Regions from separate parts of the Mus musculus genome. Here region 2 is linked to region 1. The links are chromatin contacts, called in public promoter capture Hi-C maps. All regions are on one chromosome and are shown on one strand. The core of a region is the stretch at or near the end of the contact, and the rest is flanking DNA. Distances in the headings are between cores, read along the strand shown. Region 1 has its middle 7.1 kb from the start of Col6a1. Region 2 overlaps Pcbp3 (poly(rC) binding protein 3).

What was found. Capture Hi-C pulls out chosen DNA fragments and counts their contacts.
Region 2: a promoter capture Hi-C map of adipose tissue shows a contact between it and region 1. The contact joins two enhancer-like sites. A contact is called at or near these places in 1 of 15 datasets of contacts at CTCF or cohesin (the NIH/3T3 cell line), 1 of 115 datasets of contacts at active chromatin or transcription factors (embryonic stem cells) and 1 of 9 other capture datasets (adipose tissue).

The regions. Positions count from the first base shown.
Region 1 is chr10:76,731,760-76,734,459 of GRCm38.p6, reverse strand. No RefSeq gene overlaps it. Among named protein-coding and RNA genes, the nearest start is that of Col6a1, 7.1 kb to the right of the region's middle. Within about 2 kb of position 1,334, at least 160 of the 459 cell types and tissues checked have an H3K27ac peak or open chromatin away from gene starts, as enhancers often do. A contact at or near this core is called in adipose tissue, where this site is marked.
Region 2 is chr10:76,798,056-76,800,755 of GRCm38.p6, reverse strand. It overlaps Pcbp3 (poly(rC) binding protein 3), which reads left to right. Exons shown (of 16, transcript NM_021568.2): 5 at 1,204-1,227; 6 at 2,097-2,129. Among named protein-coding and RNA genes, the nearest start is that of Col6a1, 73 kb to the right of the region's middle. Within about 2 kb of position 1,380, at least 52 of the 459 cell types and tissues checked have an H3K27ac peak or open chromatin away from gene starts, as enhancers often do. A contact at or near this core is called in adipose tissue, where this site is marked.

The sequences.
Region 1 (2,700 bases), core at 85-2,584:
CTCGAACTCAGAAATCCACCTGTCTCTGCCTCCCAAGTGCTGGGATTATAGGTGTGTGCCACCACTGCCCGGCTTCTTAACAATAGCAGTAATGAAATAATTTTATAGTCGGGGGTCAGCACGACATGGAGAGCTATATTAAATCATCACAGCATTAGGAAGGCTAAGAATCACTATTCTAGCACATCTGGACAGAGTCTACATGGGACCTGTTGATGGTGGCCTCCTGATAAGGAATTGAGACTGTCTTACTCCGACACTGCCATTAATAGCCCATCATAAACTCTCACTAACCAATACTAAGAGGGGTATCTCCTGAAGATGTGGCAACACAATGTTGGCTTGTTTCTCTGGCCTTAGGTCACAGAACTGGTAGATGACAGAGCAGGAACCAGCCCAGATCTGAATGTCCCTGGTTCTTATGTCCCCAGCCTAGAGCACAGAGGCTAGAAAAGACCCCTGACCACCTCTTGCATGCAGCCTGTCTTGCTGCCCTGGCTGATCTTGGGTCCCTCGGTCTCCTCGACATCTTCAGAGAGTACCAAGGATGAGGGGCTTCCATGGTTGGGGGATGAGGCCAGGCAGGGTGAGAGGACAAGGCTGCCAGCCAGGCCACCCTGAAGCAGCAGGCTGGAGAGTCTCCAAGCCCCAGTGTGGCTGAGAAGAGACCAAGGGTCTTAGCAACCCCTTGCATATATTGCTGTTCCGCTGTGACAATCCTTGGCTACCTGAGGTGAAGAGTGAACTGGGCCTGGAGTCCCCTGCTTGGCTCCCTGCAGAGAGCAGGGAGTGTCCTGTTCTCTCCTGCGCACAGCAGGGTGGGGTGAGGAAGTCTTCTCTGACTAGGCTTGTCTTCGCTAGAACTCAGGCGGTCAGGCTATAGCAGTTTTCCACGAAGAGTCTTGGCAGCAGCTGGGAAATATCAATCACAGTTCAGCGCGAGGCTTATACAGTGGAACCCACACTCCAAGTGCCAGGGGCTCTGCAGAGACAGGACGCATGCCTGGTGCGGCTCCCCAGCTCCCCAGCGCCACCTCTGGCTGAGAAAGGCAGCAATTTTGCATGTTGATCAGCAGTCTGATCCCCAGAATATCACTTACAGACTCTGGTTGGGGGTGGGAGGGGCAGGATCTGCTTTTGTGGCTGTTGGGGGATAAAGACAAGGAGGGCATACCCCAGACCTGGTGGTCTCCAACACGGTCCTGGGCTCGTAGTAGATCTCATTTTGAAACCCTATTAGCCCCTCAAAACGTCTGGGGTAATGCTTAGCCCAGCCCTCCACACCGCAGCTCCAGCATCTTCCCAGGGTTAGCAGGACAGGAAGTGACTCTTGTTCACAGGAATGCTTGGCTGTCATCTCCAGGCCCTTGAGGGTGGGCTTCGGGGACCCAGGTGGTGCGGCACCACTGTGGCTATCCTTTCCCGGGAAGCCCCCTCCCTTGAGTTCCGCCTAAGCCTGCAGCTGGCCTCTGGTAAGGAGCCAGGCTGCTCCTCCAGAGGCCCAAGCTCTGCTGGAGAAATACCTCTGCCAGATGTTGCTCTCTCTCTCTCTCTACAGGCAGGAGGCCAGTATGAGGTAATAGGAAAGTTTAACCCGTCCAGAACCAGAGCCCCCAGTCACTGTGTTCACAGCCAGCCATGCTAGCTGGCAATTCGATGGAGAGGGTCCCTTGAGAAAGGATAAGAGCCCAAGGACCCTTGTGTAAAGTGTTCCTGGGGCGCTGCAGCCCTCAGCAGGCTCAGTGGATAACTCTGTGCTCAGCATGGGCCTGCTATTCATGGTACTCAATCCCTGCTTTGCATGTAGCCATTTCTCAACTATCCCCAGGGTCAAGGGTACCCACTTTTCAGAGCCCTTTACCTCCCCAAGGTCAGGTTCACAGCTCCCGGAGAGAAGGGAGTCATTGTGCACTTGTGTGTGTATGGGGCGGGGGGAGCTGTTAGAAACTTAGCTGATGGAACCAAAAGGTTGCAAGGGATCTTGGGGCGGAAAAGGAGATATGACTCGTTCTGCCCACTGGCTTCTCGTCTAGAGACCACCAGCAGCAAGCACAGAATGATTATGGCACTCTCTGGTGACCTGTGCAGCTGCCCCAGCTATCTGTGCATCCCTTGGGTCCCTCTACCTCCATAGAAAGGACCAGCGTGCAGAGGCTCTATATAGATTGGGCGGTGAGGACCGGGGTTTAGGGGTGTATGTAAGAGAAGCAGATTAGAGCAGAAACCTCTGCCTACAGCTCCAAAGATGCCCGTTCTCCAAATGCTTTTGTCTGTGCTTAAGCCGTGGCTCCAGCTGGCGTAGAGTGTCCTGCTAAAGTGTCTGTCTGCTTCCTGCTTCTGCCCCTGGGGAAGCTTCTGCTTGTCCTCGGGAGTCAGGGTCACGCTCCCAGGACGAGGCTTTGGCAGTGAGACTCGAGACAAGATTTCCACGGGGATCCGTGGGGACACCCATGTGTTGCAGCCTGCGGCGTGGGTCAGCTGCTTTTCTGGGGGGAAATCGCCCCTTCCTCCGGAGAAGAGGAAAGAGTTAGAGCTATGTGAATTTTCTGGCTCCACTGCTAGCTAGGGTTCTCAGAATATCCAGCCTCAGATTTGTGGGTGTTGGGCCAACTCCAAACAGCCTTGGAGCCCCTCAGGCCAAGTTGCCAGCGTCTGTGTCATGGTGTCCTTGAGCCTCCCAGCCAAGCCTCGAAGAGCAGG
Region 2 (2,700 bases), core at 131-2,630, 66 kb before region 1:
TATGGGCTGAGGTCGGGCAGAAAGCGGGCCACCAGGGATCTGCTCTGTGCTTCCCCGTAGGCAACACAATCTCAAACCCACAAAGCTATTGCATGTGCAGTCCAAATGACACTTTCCTTAGAGCTACTCAAGACTGGTTGACCTAACACATATACCTTAATACCCCAGTGCCTGACTGCTATAGGTGGGTGCTGTCCTGATAGCCAGGAGTCACACCTCCCCACCTGGCCCAGCAAGACAGAAGCTCTTAACCTGGTGCCCTGACCTCTCTCCTTCTACCCTGAGAGATCTAGCTCCTAGCTTTTGTGCACTATTTTGACTACTAGAACAACAGTTCTGGAATATCCAGCTCCCCCAGAAAGCATGTCCCCTTGCACCCAGACATCCCTTTCCATGGTGGACAGTGTCCAATCCTTCTTACTCGTAGCACGTCCCCACATGGGATTCTCTACAGATTAGCCCACAGTTCCTATGATGGCAATGCCACACAGGACCATTCTCTCCTCTTGGTTCTTGAGCCCATGCTTTGCCTCCACAGGGATCAACAGCAGCTCTAGCATTCCGAGAGTTTGGTTAAAATAGTGAGAAAAGCAGGTCAGACTTTGAAAGAGGTTATTTTTCCATGGCAGAAAGTCAGGTGGCCCTGCCCCAAGCAACAGACCGTGATGGAAGCTTCCTGGAGCTGTCCTGTGGGCTGGGACAGGCTGGGGCCAGTGATCCAGGTGATCATATACCCCACAGTCATTGACATCCAAATGCAGAATGGTGGAGGCCATGCCAGGGGCTTCTCCAAGTGTCCTACCTCATAAACCAATGTGGCAGTGCTGTGTTCTTAGGCAGGGGCATTACTTCCTGTCCATCTGTGGCAGGGTCTCCTTGAGGCCTTAAGTGCAGGGGTGACTCTCTCTCCTTGTTTATCTAGAAAGCATCTGACTGTCTGCCTTGCTCCTAGGCAGTTGGCTAATTGAGCTCAGCTCCATTTCTGATCCCCCTGGTCAGCTAGGCATAGAGAAGCTGGACAACCCAACAGACACATGTTCTGGCTGAGAGCCTCAGCTCTCCCTGGGGCAGGGGACGACTCGGTCGGTGCCCTGGTGCACACAGGCCCTGGTACCACCCCACACTGTAAACGCTTTACTTCTCCCTCACGCCAGCCCCAGAGTGCCTTGTGACATCATCTCTCTGTGATTTTTTTCCCTACAGGAAGTTGGAAGCATCATCGGGAAGGTAATTATTGAGTGACTTGTGTCTTTCTTGGTTCTCTAGAAGCTGACAGACAGAGACAGCAGTAGCCCCTGGTGCTGACTAGCCCCAGCAGTTACACAGGCCCTCACTGGCACTATCCTAGAGGAAGTCAGAGTCCCAGGAAGCTCTGCCCTGGCAGCTCTGTCTATGCCCCTCCCTTCCTGAACCTACTGTACTGTGAGTCTTGCCGTTGGCTCTGGGTGCATCTCACACACACACACACACACACACACACACACACACACACACACACACACACACACACACGTACGTGTTCTTCCTCGGCCCTGGCAGGGCCCCCGCTGGGCACTTTGAAGCTTCCTGTTCCCACTTCGGTGCCTGGTACCTCTGGGTTTCAGACATAGGAAGCATTACTGTCCTCCTCTCAATACAACGAAAGCGAAAGCTGCTTCCCAGAGTAGGGGAGTGCAGGGGGATCAAAAGCTCACTGCCGTGTGAAAGAGGAGAGACTGCCCTCCTGGATGCTGTCTGTATTTTGGTTATCTCGTAACCCTAGCTCCTGCCAGGCATCACACCTGCTACTGGATCTGTAGCGCTGTCATAACAACGGGCCTGAGTCTGATCAAAGCTCACCCACGTGACCAGCTCCACCTCTGGGTGACTGTACCTCCCTTCCCATGCCTCGGCTTATTCATCTGTGGTGCCCCTGGATTGTGGGCCCCAGTGAGTAAAGAGACCAGCTAACTCACGGGGGCTGGCAAGGACAGGGAGCAGACCAGAGGTAGGCAGCCCCCGCACCCCCCACTAGCAGCCAGGGCTAGGCTGTGTCAGGCGCAGGGACCCTCTGTGCCCCTGGCAGTGACAGACTTCCTTATGTGTCTCCATTCCAGAAAGGAGAAACAGTAAAGAAGATGCGTGAAGAGGTGAGTGTGCTCTGCCCTAAATGTTATCCCCTCCCCAGGTCAGGTTGGCCAGCCCTAGGGGGTGGAGAATGGTACTGCTGTGGCTCTCATGGACCTGCCCTTGTATCAGGGATGCTAGGCAACGAGGGGCAATCCTCTCTGACATGCTACACAAACAGCATCCAGCTTGTTGAGGCCATAAGCTCTCCTAGGGACCACTGGACCTCATACTAATTAAAATTCTAGCCAGGTGGTGGTAAGGAATTGCAGCACTCGGGAGGCAGAGGCAGGCGGATCTCTTGAGTTTGAAGCTAGCCTGGTCTACAGAGTGAGTTCTGGGAGAGCCAGGGCTACACAGAGAAAACCTGTGTTATAACAACAAAAACCTACTCTGGGAATGCATGATGATACATGCTTGTAACCCCAGCACCAGGGAAACAGAGACAGGGGCCGAAGAACAGAAGTTCGAGGCTGTTCTCCATTACACAGGGAGTTTAAGGCCAGCTTGGTTGCATGAGACCCTGTCTTAAAAGACAAAAACAAAACCTTAGGATTTCCAATTTGATGAGGATTCCTGGCAAGGATTTCACTG